Regions from separate parts of the Mus musculus genome. Here regions 1 and 2 are each linked to region 3. The links are chromatin contacts, called in public targeted proximity ligation maps. All regions are on one chromosome and are shown on one strand. The core of a region is the stretch at or near the end of the contact, and the rest is flanking DNA. Distances in the headings are between cores, read along the strand shown.

Region 1 (4,618 bases), core at 1,157-3,656, 560 kb before region 3:
CCGTGTGCAAAGGCAGTCACTGGCTCTGGGTGACGTTATTTATCGCTCTAGTCCCTGTCTGTGGCAAGAAAACGAAGTCCATGAGGTAAAGACTGGAGATGCTGCAGTCTCTTGCTTTCCTATCAAATTTGCCCTACATTTAAATTTAGACCTTGTAGTTTTTGACATCAAATGGAGGGAAGATTTTTCTTACCTTCTCTCTGATGTCTAATCAACCCTATGGCTGACTGTAAGGCAGGGTGGCCTGTGATTCAAAATATTTACTGGGAAGTGGTAGGGCCAAAATCAGACAGGAAGCAGGTGTGTTAAATCCTCCAGGAAAATAACTTCTCCCTTTTCTCAAATTAATTTGGCAACAACAGAGCTGATTTGACCCTTAGGTGGCATGGTTTCTGGACCATCGAGGAATACTCTTTTGCATATTAAAAACAGTCTCCTTTTAGTGTAAGCTGCTTAGTGACCTTTGGTCTCAGTGGGCTAAGCAGAGGGTTTCAGGATGGGGAGCTTGGAGATCAGTGGAGGCAAACAGGAGAACCTGGGTGGTGGTGGACACAGAGAAAATCAGCAGTAGAAATGGGGAGGGGAGGAGGACGTATCTACAAGGGGCAGCGTGGAGCTTGTTCTAGGAGAAGCCCCGCAGAATGTACCGTTTTGCCTGTGAATACTCCTTCAGGCTGGATCGGATTGGTGGTGTGAGCGGTTAGCTAAGGCAATTCAAAAGTGAATGGAAGGATGTATTCTTTATTCTTGTTTTCATATTAGTCCCTGCTCCATACATCCTTGGCCAATATATCACCCTTTTTTCCTGAATTCTCATCCCCTCATTCGTCCTTGCAAATGTCCTGTTCAACTGCTCTCCATTTTTATACGTAGTAGATGCCAGGTACTCTGGATTTGAGGATGAAAAACATTTCAAAAGCTTTTCAGATAACCATGGAACTATTATTCAGAAAAAAACATCCTTTTCTTTAAAATGTTAGCCTGTATAGTGGAAATTTTAAATGTTTCTATGTTTAGTATAAATAATATTAGAAAGCATTAATGTTTTAAACCTGTGATTCTCATAGTTCCAGGAACTACCCAAGGATTTGGCCAGCATCTAGTTCAGTGGGTCCAAGGTGGGCCTAGACGCTATGCTTTTCTCACTTGAGGAATACTGACCTGCTGGGACCACTTTGACGGACAGGGCTTTATCCTATGCTATTGTATGGCATGGTTCTAACAGGAAAAGAGAAAGTGCTTACTGTGACAGGGGTCTCTAATAGTTTAGGAGAGGTGTTGAGACATGTCACTGTGAGACTCTGGGCAGGGACTCTGTTGCTGAGGCACCGTTTCCTGTTTCCCGCCGTCTGATTGGCAGTCTTCAGGAGCACACATGGTGTCCAGGGCACCAGGATGCAGGTTTCCTCCTAAGAGAGGAATCAATCCTGGCCTGCATCACTGTTTTGAAACATCACAACTGAAATGGCTTTTATGTTGCTAAAAGAAGAAGAGGAGGAAGAAGAAAAAAGGCACAGCTTTTGAAGGGGAAAAATAGTTTTCCGATAACCCCCATTAACTACAGGGGTCATTGTGGCAGAATGAATGGGGTTAGAAATCTGCTAAAAGCTGCAGTATATGGTACGCGGTGACTGACAAGCCTTTTGCTGAGTAGTTACAAATGGGACTAATGGTTTAAACTTGTTAGTCATTGTCAGAGCTCTGATCCTCGAGTCAGCCATGGAAGCTATGGCAGAAATCGATAAGGCGCCACTTTCCGCAGTGAACTGCTCGACCATATAGATTGCCTGAAGGGAAATGCTGAGTTCCCTCCCAGGCTGTCAGATGAAAGCGGGCAGCTAAATCTCCAGGAAGATTGACCACATTGCTCGGGGCAATTAGGCCTTTCACCACTTTGAGCAGCCGATTATAAAGGCATGGGGAAGGGGGCAGAGGCCAGAAGCCATCTTGGAGCCTTCTGAGCTGGTGGGGCATTTCTTCCCTCCTGGGTTAAGACTTACATGTTTGGGGTTGCCGCTGGCCTGGCCCCTCCTCTTTCCCTGTATTTCCTTCAGCAGCTGCAATGGGAGGCCAGGCAGCCGTAGCCCTTGGTTGCTGATGGACTGTACCGGCAGCTGAACTCCATCAGTCCTCCGTGCACAGCCCAGGCTTCCCATTGGGCTCAGTTCAAAAACAATCAGGTCCCATTGTTCAGAGCCTTTTTGGGCAGAGCCTTGCGAGGGTGCCAAAATCATCAGGCAAAAAAAGAAAAGTGCTTGTTCTCGAAACAATGACAGACAAGCTGCAGATTGGCAGCAGGCTGTGAGGGGCCAAGTGGCCCTGCAGGGCTGGGCTCTGACAGGAGCCCGTGTCTCACGTACAGAAGGCCTCCCAGTTCCCTGCAGTCCAGATGTACCAGAGGAGAGGAGCCTTGGGAGATGGCGAAGCTTGGCTTTTCTGTTTCAAGGCAGGGTGGAGTGGCTCAGGCCTTGCTTATAGAGTTTCTGGCTTCCTGCTTCATCTGCTCAAATCTCACCGGTGAATGCCGATGGTTTCTATTGTCCCCAAGGCTGAGCATCAACCTCTCCTACCTAAAATTAGCCACAGATTGACTTCTTTAATTTTTCTCTCCTTTTCTTGCCCCACCTGGCGCCTTTTCTGCTACCTTTAAGTTGCATCATGAACCCTGGCTTTCTAGGTATTGTTTAGCTGGCAAGGCAAGATGCTGTAGAATTGCCCCTAATTATTGCTTTTGGGGAGGGCTGTCCATCCTAGTTTCAGACCACTCACTGTCCTGATCAGTGCAGCTACTGATGCAGAGTGTTGAAAAGTTTGTCTTACAAAGTTTGCTTGGCAGCTGGTGACAGGAAGAAGGGTTTACATGTTAAAGATACGGATGTCAGAACAAAACACTGATTGGTGTTCCTTAGGAAACAAAGGGTGGTTGTGGGATGCCATAGCGGTGGTCTTTTCCATGGAAGGGATGACGGAGGGGATTGCTGCCATTTTCTGCGACAGGGGAAGAAGAGCTCTGGTCTCATGGGCAGTTCTAATGGGTTATTTCTTGGCTCATCTTCAGTTCACTATACAGCCATGGGATGTCATCCATTATTAAGGAAGCTTCATGTCACTCATTCCCAGGATGGATTGGCCACCTAATGACATCAAAGGGAGTTGTAAAATGTAGACCAGCAGAAGTAAGCCCTCATGTGCTTTGAGTTCAGGGGTGAAGGTACATCCACTGAGGTAACATATGCACTACTTGTGGGATGGCATGTCACCATGTTCAGGTAAAAGCATAAGGGACGACCCCTCTGCCACTTCACTCCATTTTGCTGTGAACCTAAAACTGCTCTAAAAAGTAAATTCTAGCTGGGCATTGTAGCACACATGACATTTGAACACCCGGGCACCCAGAAAGTAGAGGCAAGAAGATGAGGACATCAAGGCCAGCCTTGGCTACACAGTGATTTCAGAGTCATTCTCAAGCTACATAAAATCCTGTCTTGCCCCAACCCCAAACAAAAGGTGTCTCTGTGTGCGCGTGCGCGAGTAAAGCTCTACTTAAAAAGACAGGAAATACCCATCTGAACGACAACAAGAACATCAGCAACAAACCATCAAACCAAATAGAGCAAAATGCAAGGGGGGTGGATATAAAGCACACCCAGACCATAATTAGGCACACAAGCCGAGTGGAAGGAAGCAACTGATTTGACTGGAGTATCCTCCCATGATGTGAATGAACCTGACCTCCAACTTCTTTTACTGTGTTAAATGAGAATTATTTTGCAAACTAAGAACACTTTTTTAGGTGTCTGGTGAATTCCTTTAGACATATAACTGACCACAGGGAATTATCTAGAACTTACGGAATTTTGAGAAAAACTCAGGAAGACAATTGCTTTAATAATTAGCCTCTCAGCTGGCGTTTTAAAGACAGCTCTACTGATGACACAGCATAGGATTCTAGTACTGAGCCTTCACTCTACCCTACATGCTTTTGAGCTCTATATATTTGCCCCTTTTCCTTTCCTGCAATATGGAGATGGAATTTCTTTACTCCCAAGCCTCAAGTGTCTGTGGTCAGCAGAGCAAATGTCTGTCCTATGGTCTGCATCTTAATTCCTGCATCTGAGACTATGCTATGCTTCGTGACCGAAGGGACTTTGTAGCTAGAAGGATGATGGTAAAACACAGAGGTTCGTCTGGATTATCCAAGTGAGAGAAGAGGTATGGGAAATAGCTCTAAGTGTTTTTTTCTTTGAGTTTGCTTGCAAAAGTAGAGAATGTTACTAGATAAGCTTAGAAGAAAGGGTTTCCCAGAATTAAAAGGAACCATGGTGATTGATCTTAGCTTAATAAAAGAAGTTGATCTCAGTGTAATGAATGCCAAGATTCACATCACAGAGTCCTTGAAAACTTTTCCTTGTGACTCTGTAAAACATTACTACCTGTGAGGAACCTCCACTTCACAGAACGTTCCCTTCAAGAAACGCACAGCCCTATGATAGAGATGGCTCAGTGGTTAAGAGCACATGTTACTCTTCCAGACTACCCAGGTTGGGTTCCTAGACCTATAGTGGATGGCTAGAACTGCCTGTGACTCCTGGTTCAGAGGATCTGATGCTCTCCATTG
Region 2 (4,333 bases), core at 1,046-3,545, 740 kb before region 3:
GCAGCACAGATGAAAATATGCATGTGTGTGTGCAAGAGAGAGAGAGAGTGTGTGTGTGAGAGAGAGCATGTGTGTGTGCATTTGAAAGAGTGTGTGCATGTGAGAGTGTGTGTGCATGTGAGAGGAGTGTGTGTGCATGTGAGAGTGTGTGTGTGCATGTGAGAGTGTGTGTGTAAGAATGTGTGTGAGTATGTGTGTGTGAGAGTGTGTGTAACAACGTGTATATGTGAGTTTGTATGTGTGCATGCAAGAATGCGTTTGTGAGTGCGAGTGTGTGTGTATGTTTAAATGCAATCTTAAGAGCTAATGCTTTCTTCTAATCTTTATTTTTTCTTTTTTGCTTATCCTTGTATGCTTCATTTCAAGTTATATTTATATATACGACCTAACCAACTTTAGATCCCAGTGGAGAAGTAGACATTGAGTATAATCTCTACACTATAAAAATAAAGGTGAGGTATAATATTGTCAAGGCAAGAGAGAGCTAGAAGCTCTGGGGAATATGGGGAATAATAGTAATGTAAGTGAAGATGCACATCACATCCCCTAGGCATCTTACGCGCAAATGATAACTGTTGAGAGTCTACAACACAGGGTTGTCATGGGTTTGTGATTGTGAATTGTGGGTTATTAGTTGGCTGTCTTTGACTCTGGGGTACAATTAGCCCCATTGCATGGGAAAAGAAAATCTCAGCTTTTCTTTTGTAGTACTTCTTCCTAGTTCCTCAGGAAGCTCAAGGTCATCCGAAAATTAGAGATTTCAAGCGTCACAAATACCTACAAGGAAACCACAGGTATTTACAGTGGCAGGTTAGAACACCGAACCTCAGGAGGCATGCTGGGCTCTGAAAGTGACGGCCCCTCCCAGGCCTGCATGATTTCTCCCCAGAAGCCCGCCGGGGGACTTCATTCTGGCCCACTTTATAGGTGCTTGCCCAGCTGGAGATCACTTTATTTCATTGCATAAATAACCAAGATCTCTTGTACGTTCCTTTATTTCCCCCTTTGAGCTGCAAGAATGGTGGCAGATCCGGAGGTTCTCTCACATATACCTGACATAAATGTGAGCCGAAGGAGGGGGAGTAATAAGGACTAACGTTTATAGACCTCTCTCATTAAAACTCACCTTCAGAAACCACTGCTGCTCCTTTCTTATAATCCAATGATGCCTTGTAACCACCTAACCATTTTTAATATTCCCCAGACTCCACTGAACTCCGCTCCAGCTCAGACAGTGTCTAGCTAGTCAGAGAAAGCAGTCTGCCGTCATATTTAAAAGCTGTTATTGGGATGGGTTTTACAGGCACTGGGCTAGGACAATTCAGAAACAATTGCTTATGTGATAGTTGGAGGATTTGTCCCTGTCAAACAGTTAATATTGCTTTAATACATGAAGTAGGCTGTATAAGACAGCAATAATGAAAAATGTCAGGAAAGACAATATCAATTGTTATTCAACATCCACATCAAAGATTACTTTTTTGTCAGTAGCTTTCAGAAAATGTATTTTCCATCAGATCTGATTGCGTTCCCCTTTGAAGTGCTCCGCCCTCCCGGTAGATTTAATGTGACATCTAGGCACTTTTTAGTCCCTGGGCCTCTGAGGCGATTCAGAGAGGCACAACAAGCCATCACAGGTTTATCCTCAAAGGCCGACACTGTCTGTCTGATTTATTGTAACTTTAAGAATCATCTCCAGCAAAGCGTGAGCCTTGCTACCCATCCACAGCGTCAGACTTTTATCAATTCATTTGTATGCAGCCAGTGCCTCTTGGAACCGAGAGCCCTATAGCCACTCATGGAAAATGCATTACCTGCGACTAATCCTTTTTATCTTTAAAGTCTGTATTTTTTATGTATAAGTCATTTTGGGTTATCATAAAATATACATAATTCTCCCTCCCCCGACAAGAAAAAAAGGCAAAATGGAAAGAGAATATATAATAAGTTATGAGCTTGTGGTGTCCTTATCAGCAAGGATTCTAAATAAACAGCTCTCTTTATGTAAACACCCAGGATATAAAGCCAGGATTACTTTCAATGGGAAATAGGAATGCTTCCATTTTTTTTTCCCTTTTAGGTTTCAAAGTGAAAACAGGGAGATTAATCATTGAAAACACGCTTGCTCTCGCAGCCCTCCTTTTCTGGTGTGTTTGCTGCCGAGGGGAGGGGGAGCTGCTGATGGGAGTGGGGTGGGGGTGGGGGTGGGGGTGGGGCCGAGGCTGACAGTCATTCTGTTTCACAGGTTTGACAAACTGCTCACTCTCCGATGTTTCCCAAGCCATTCCCGAAACGGCCTTAATTAAGAGTGCTAGAGGCTTGAGTCCTGTACAGCGTCGTCTCCAACCCCACCCCGGTGCTGGTGCCATTCTGCTGTCTGACCTTCCTGGGATATTGTGCTTCTGTGCCCGGCATCCCAAGTGCCAGCTGCTGTCTTGTGCCATTCTGTAACGGTTGCAGGCGTTTTGATTCTGCTAAGGTCTGGATTTTCATAGGCATGGGAAACTCTTCTCTTTTAGACTGAATATAAACGCTGGCAGGCTTGTGCCCTTGTCTAATTAAACTCCCTGCCTGCCTGCAGATCTAGTTCTGGTGTGCCTACTAGGGACCATCTATGTTTACTGGCCTACTACACATGTGTCTGACAGCTTTCTGGCCACCACAATGGACTATTTCAACAGAGCCCAAAATATTTACCGTTGTATCCTTTCCAGAAATGACACACCTCCCTGCCCTGGAACCAACTTGTAACTTTAAATTAATGGAGTTAGTTAGTCCAGTCTGACATTTATTTCACAATCAGAGTGCAGAGTGGTTTTGGGAAGTCAAAATGGTCTTGGGGGTGTTGCCAATGGCTGGTAAAGACTTCTGAATGGGCACTGACTGTGGATAGGGTTAAGCGTTTGATTTTTTTTTTAAATACTTTTGATTTTTAAGACCCAATATGGTAGGCATTGCTTAGAATCTGCCCAATTTCCAGGGATGCTGTTCTTTTTCTGTCTGGACTCTGTTAGGTCTTTCTGTGGAAATAGGGAGGTAGTTTCTAGGATAGTATCCAATCATATGAGCATAAAAAATGACTTAATAGTTTGTTAAATAAACGCAATGTCAGGTAATGTCTATATTGTTTACAACTTCTTATATATATCTAAACAATGTAGTACTCCCAGGCTGCCATCTGTAAAGATTGGAGGAACAGGCCAAAGAGGATTGTTTATACACTACAGTCAAACTCTTTGGGTATGTAGGGAAGATAGCTAGAAGATGTTACATTTGCATGCGTTCTCCAGATGTGTATGGTGGCAACTTATCAGTGCAATTGTGTTGGGAGGTGATGGCTCTACCCTCACTGCCAATCATAAAAAGCTTGATGGCCAGGGCTCTAGCGCACTGGTTTGAGTGATTGCATAACAGGTATACTCTATACTCACATGTAACTCTATACTCATGAGAAAGGGGGCTTAAGGATGTGGGTGTGATCGCTTGTTCCTCTTTGCTTTTCTACTGTGTTGTTATATGTGGGGAGGCCCTCACTTCGAGGCCCCTTTATCTTGGATTTCCAGACAGTAGAACTGACACAAATGAATTCGTGTTGTTTAGAAGTTACCCAACCTATGCTATGCTGCTAGAGCCACAGGAAATGGACTGAGACAAAGGGGCAGATGATCATAGCATCACTGCTCTCTCTCCTTCCAGCACTAGCCGGGCTTTGCTGTCTCTTCCCTAATAGAATGAGAAAGCAGAGAAGCATGACCCTTAGCTGAAGAGGGATTTTTAACTAGAGAAGTTGCAATCATTACATGTTCCCCCGTTATTTTTACATGCAGCTCATCTTCTGGGAAATTATCTCAGAGATCTTGCCAGAACTTGCTGAGAGATAATAGGCCGAGTGTCAGTCTTCTGTTTTCCTTGAGAAAAGGAAAAAAAAATTCACAATAATGTTAGAAGATGTTAAAGAGTTTTGAGGGCTTTCTGAAGCAGCCCCATGCGCTGCTTCAGCAACAGAACACATACCGGCTGCTGCAGACACGTAGGCATTCTGTGCTATCATGACACATTGGAAGCTCAGATTCCTTGCTTTGGTCTTTCTGATTTGTGGTGCATTCCCAGAAGTATCAGCACACTGTCTCACGTTACTAAAGTCTAGAATGTATTCATGCCAGGCCTTTCTTCACGACGGCTTTTCTGTCGGGACCTCACTGCCATAATTTGATTGTGCCTCCTGACGATTCTCTGTTAGATGTTATTACTCTATTTGCATGTTGCTGGTATGAGGGTGGGGCCTTCGGGAGGTTACTCAGTTTAGATGAGGTCACGGGGTGTAGTATTCACT
Region 3 (4,692 bases), core at 453-2,952:
CTTTTCTCCTGTTTCTGCCCTAGCCTTCCTGCATAAATAGCCTGGCACATAATACCACCTGCTTGGAAGATGGCGAAAAAAGAGCAGCTCTCATTTTGTGCTCAATCACAGAACCAGTCCCTTACCCATATTTTAAGAGAGATGAGAGAGAGCTGCCAGGTGTCAGTGCCTTGTAAATCTATTTCCTTTGCAGGAGAATTACAGGACATGGCAGAACTGGCAACTATGGACAGTCCTTTCTGGAATGTGTCCTTTCTTTCTGGGTTGGGGTAATTGAGTGAGAGGTGTGAGGGCAATTACTCCAGGAAGTTCCAATAGTTATACACATGGAGAGAAGAACACCCCTCCCCAGCCTTTCTGTTCACACAACTCAGGCACTGACATATTTAGAGTGGTCCTGTTCAGTGCAAATAATGCAAGCTCTGCTTCCCATGCAAGTCTTTCTTATAATCTCATTAAAACATTTTAAAGCAACAGATGCAATTAATTTTATAAACTTATCTTATTTACCCGAGTTACCTGAAATATTAAGAAGTCAACTTGTAATTGACCTAAACTTCTTGTTATCTGTCTCTCTTCCAAATTAAGCCTTTGGAATCTGGTGTATATCTTCCACTGACAGTCACATGTGACTAACGGGGCTTCTAATTTGCCAGAGAAGATTCAGAAAAATCTGAATTTTAAAATGCAGGCTAGCAAACTTGTCTGCCAAGAGGTCAAACCCCCTTTAGGCTGTGTTGGTGAATCACCTGCTCTGGTGAGTCCTTGCCTTCCTGATGTCTGCCTGCACACAGACACACTCCCTGCTGCAGTGAGGGACAGTTCCTGGCAAACATGTTTTCTCCTTTTAGGGTGGGGGAAGGGGTATTTCCTGAATAGGAGCTGGGGGTTATGGGAAAACAGGGGAGAAGAACAGGGATTAGTGGATGCTTTGCATTCACATCAATATTTGTTCTTGTTCTTATCAAGCAGAAAAAGCAGAAAGTCTCCCTTGCACTTCCCAGTTTTGTGATGCCCGTAAGGCAGAGAGGGAAGGATAGGAGAGACACAAGGGCCTGGAAAATCTTCAGCCCCCATGCCCTCATACCCACCTCATGCCTGGTCTTGGGAGAAACAGAAAGCCCTGACTCAGTGGTATCTGAACCCTTTGGCCTTTATATACGTAAAAAAGAATTCATGTTTCAAAAAAAGAAATGGATTTCTTCGGGTAAGCACACTAGAAATGAAAATGATTAAAAGCAAGTGCCTGAGAACCACCCAAATATTATGATCTCTTAAAATTAGTATGTATCAATTTTGCCTGAAAATACCTGTTCTCTGCCCTAGACCCTTAGAAATACATTATTTTTGTGAATAGATTATTCTTGGGGGCAGGTATTTTATCTGCTTGGGTAAACTTACTACATCACCACTTCACCCACCCCCACCCCCAATGCTCTTCATCCCAAGCCTGGGTCCAGTGAACTCCTAAAACCCCCCTGGCCTTCAGTTCCATCTGGTCCTCAGCCCTCTCTTGTCTTCATATGCATATGCAGCTCCTCTCAACAGGGCAGGGCTAACTTAGCCTAGCTGATTTGATGTAACTGGATAAAATTATTGTGCGCTGTGATTGTAAATACTCCTTCTCTCATTCCTAGCCTGGAAAGGCTGGAGAGCCATTACATCGTAATTGGGTAATTTCTTTTTTAGCTATCCAGAGGCATCAAAGGCTGTGTGGTGCAGGATGTCTGGTGCCAGCTGGTGTTAAAATGTTGTCAATTCTGAGAGAACCCAGGACCTAATTCATGGACGGAATCTTTTAGGATTTAAAGCACTTTTACTTAACTTGTTTTGAAACTGGAGATCTGAATCCACTATTCCAATCTATTTGAAGAAGAAAATATTTGGTCTGCAAGGTCTCTTTTGTTTCCATTTTCTTTCTTTCTTTTTTTTTCTCCTTTTCTTTTCCTCCCCCTGCTTTATGCACACTGCACTTTTGGAAATTTCAGCAAATTGCAAAGCCATGTGTTTATGTAGCAAATGGCTTTGTTCTAGTTCATTTGCAGCTTACAAAAATGTGTTTAGATGGAGATGTGCATAAAGACACACACACACACACACACATCAACACACACCTTATAGCTCAAAGAAAAGAGGTCAGTTCCTGGAGTTCATAAATTCTACCAATTAATTGGGCAGTGTGCGGCAGCTGTCATTGTACAGAAGACCAATAAAAGAAAATGAAGCCCGGAGATTCATTTCAGAATAAAAGTAGGGATGTAAAAATGTAAGGGAGGCAATCTTTTGCCCCAAGCATTATGTGCCAATCCAAAACAGAAGGAAAGGAATGAAAGCACTGTTGCAGGGAGGAGAGGGAGGTAGACAGAGGTAGGAAATAGCAGTGGGTGCTATTCTCGCCACTACAGAATCTGCGCAGCAAATTGCTGTGCTTTAAGAAGAAGTAGCAATCAGCACCGATTGAAATATCCCTGAATGCAGCTATAATGATGTTCCTCTTCTCCCTCTTGTGTCTGGCACGATAAGCCATCATCAGAAATGTGCACCATCATGCAGGGTACATTTTCTAAAGACAAGAACACCCCTGCATGTGATTCCGAGCCTGAGAGCAATCCGTGTGCCTGAGGTGCAGACACGGGGCCAGCTTCACCAGCATGTAACCTGTCCAATCACACGGAGGCCTCCTAGCACAAAGACCGCATGCTTCATTAAATGCCACAGTGTTGTCAACTTGAAATTAAAACTCCTCATAATTGTGAACAAGGAGCTATGGGTTTCATCTTGTTGTAGACCTTGTTAATATCAGAGGCATAAAATGCAGCTATTTAAAATGTCTGCACCTGAAAGATTCACGCACAGCTTCCCTGACCAGGTAATCAGGAACACAGAGAATAAAACAGCAAGTAGAGCGTTCTCACATATCATGAGGGGAAGTCACCTCTTGTCACTCGCTGGTTCCTGAATTACAGCAATTGCCAAAAAAAGCCACCTGCTGCCCTGAACCCCAGCTCTGCATCCACAGTCTACCAAGGCAGCTCTGGGTGTTCCTTAACTGGCTTGAGTTACAGAGCACCAAAGTCAAGTCGCATCAGAAGTTATTTGTTGTGAGAAGACATAACACAATCTGGTAGAAAGCAGAATCATACAAAAGGATCTCATGTGTATACTATTGTGAGCTTGTTAGGTGGAGGAAAAACAGGATAAAGGGGACACCGTAACAAACTAGTGCATCAAATCACACGTGATTGTGTTTCTCTGGGTTTTTCTCCCTGGCAATGAGCATATTACAGACCTGATTAAGCCATCTTGCCACTTCTTTTCTTGTTCTCAGGGCAATATTTTTGAGTGGGAGTGTGCCTCGAGTAACTCTCTCATGCCATGAGGGGATAGGTCCAGCTCTGAGAACTGCTTAAAAAAAATTAGCGCACAAATATTTTAAAAAGAGATTTTAATGGTAGTAGTATCAAAATCTAAAATACAAAGACTGCCATAAGAAGGTTTTGGGTGTTTTGTGGTTGTGGGTATGATTAAGTTGAGGTGTCTTCTCAAAATTATTGGAAACAAGTGACTTTGGGGAGAGAAAACACTGGTAGGATCAGATGACTCTAGACTTTCAGTAAACCACTACATCTGAGACTTATCCACATTCCTATCATATGTAATTATATACTAAGGCAAAGACGTGAAGGACTGTTGGCTCTTCTAAGGAGAGAGTCACATGCACACACAGAGAAAAAGCTCCATTGCCCATGTCTGCCAGTTCAGTCATTGCTCGCTCAGTCAGGTTTCATAAAATCAAGGATCCAGAATCTTATTATGATCCAGTGCAAGGCAGAGGCACTGGAGATCTCTGGATTCCAGGAATGGTTCCACCATCTTGGGGTCATCGTAGGGTCAAAAAGACTCTGATCAGTAGAACAAGCAAAAAACGACACGGGAAGAAGTTGATAGGTATTCACAGGGCCCAGAGTCCCAATCTGTCGGTCAAAGATGTCTTGAGATTGTAGCACTCTTATTGGTGCCACACAATGAATAAAACAAAAGCTATTTCACTACCTGCAGTTCAGCAGATTCACCCTCTCTGTGATAAATGACTTAAGTTCTTATTCATAGACACTCAAAAGCCAAATATCTGGAGCTTAGCCCTGGCCCACTCTTGTTCTTGAACCACTCTTAAGTAATAGGACAAATCCTGTGGATTTGGTTGGATTTTATACATAGTTAAGAGCCACATAATGTCATTATGCCAACAATGAAACATATATACAGAAATGGTACTATAAGAATACAATGCCTTCTGAGATTTTCTGCCAGTGTCTGACAAATACAGAAGTGGATGCTCACAGCCATCCATTGGATGGAGCACAGGGTCCCCAATGAAGGAGCTAGAGAAAGGACCCAAGGAGTTGAAGGGGTTTGCAGCCCTATAGGAGGAACAACAATATGAACTAACCAGTACCCCTTTAGCTCCCTGGCACTAAACCACCAACCAAAGAAAACACATGGTGGGACTCAAGGCTCTAGCTGCATATATAGCAGAGGATGGCCTAGTCTGTCATCAATGGGAGGAGAGGCCCTTGGTCCTGTGAAGGTTCTATGCCCCAGTATAGGAGAATGTCAGGGCCAGGAAATGGGAATGGGTGGGTTGGTGATCAGGGGGAGGGGATGGGGGGTTTTCAGAGGGGAAACCAGGAA

What was found.
Region 1: a contact with region 3 is called in a targeted proximity ligation map of embryonic basal ganglia, with 4 times the contacts expected there. A contact is called at or near these places in 21 of 484 Hi-C or Micro-C datasets (the AML12 cell line, the Ba/F3 cell line, the N1E-115 cell line and 15 more) and 1 of 130 datasets of targeted methods (embryonic basal ganglia).
Region 2: a contact with region 3 is called in a targeted proximity ligation map of embryonic basal ganglia, with 6 times the contacts expected there. A contact is called at or near these places in 10 of 484 Hi-C or Micro-C datasets (the C10 cell line, Sertoli cells, cerebellar granule neurons and 7 more), 4 of 130 datasets of targeted methods (astrocytes, embryonic basal ganglia, forebrain and 1 more) and 1 of 9 other capture datasets (embryonic stem cells).

What each region holds. Positions count from the first base shown.
Region 1 is chr19:15,612,594-15,617,211 of GRCm38.p6, reverse strand. All of the region lies in intron 2 of Gm31594 (a long non-coding RNA gene), which reads right to left. Among named protein-coding and RNA genes, the nearest start is that of Gm31594, 16 kb to the right of the region's middle.
Region 2 is chr19:15,789,068-15,793,400 of GRCm38.p6, reverse strand. No RefSeq gene overlaps it. Among named protein-coding and RNA genes, the nearest start is that of Gm24319, 110 kb to the right of the region's middle.
Region 3 is chr19:15,050,766-15,055,457 of GRCm38.p6, reverse strand. No RefSeq gene overlaps it. Among named protein-coding and RNA genes, the nearest start is that of Gm46645, 290 kb to the left of the region's middle.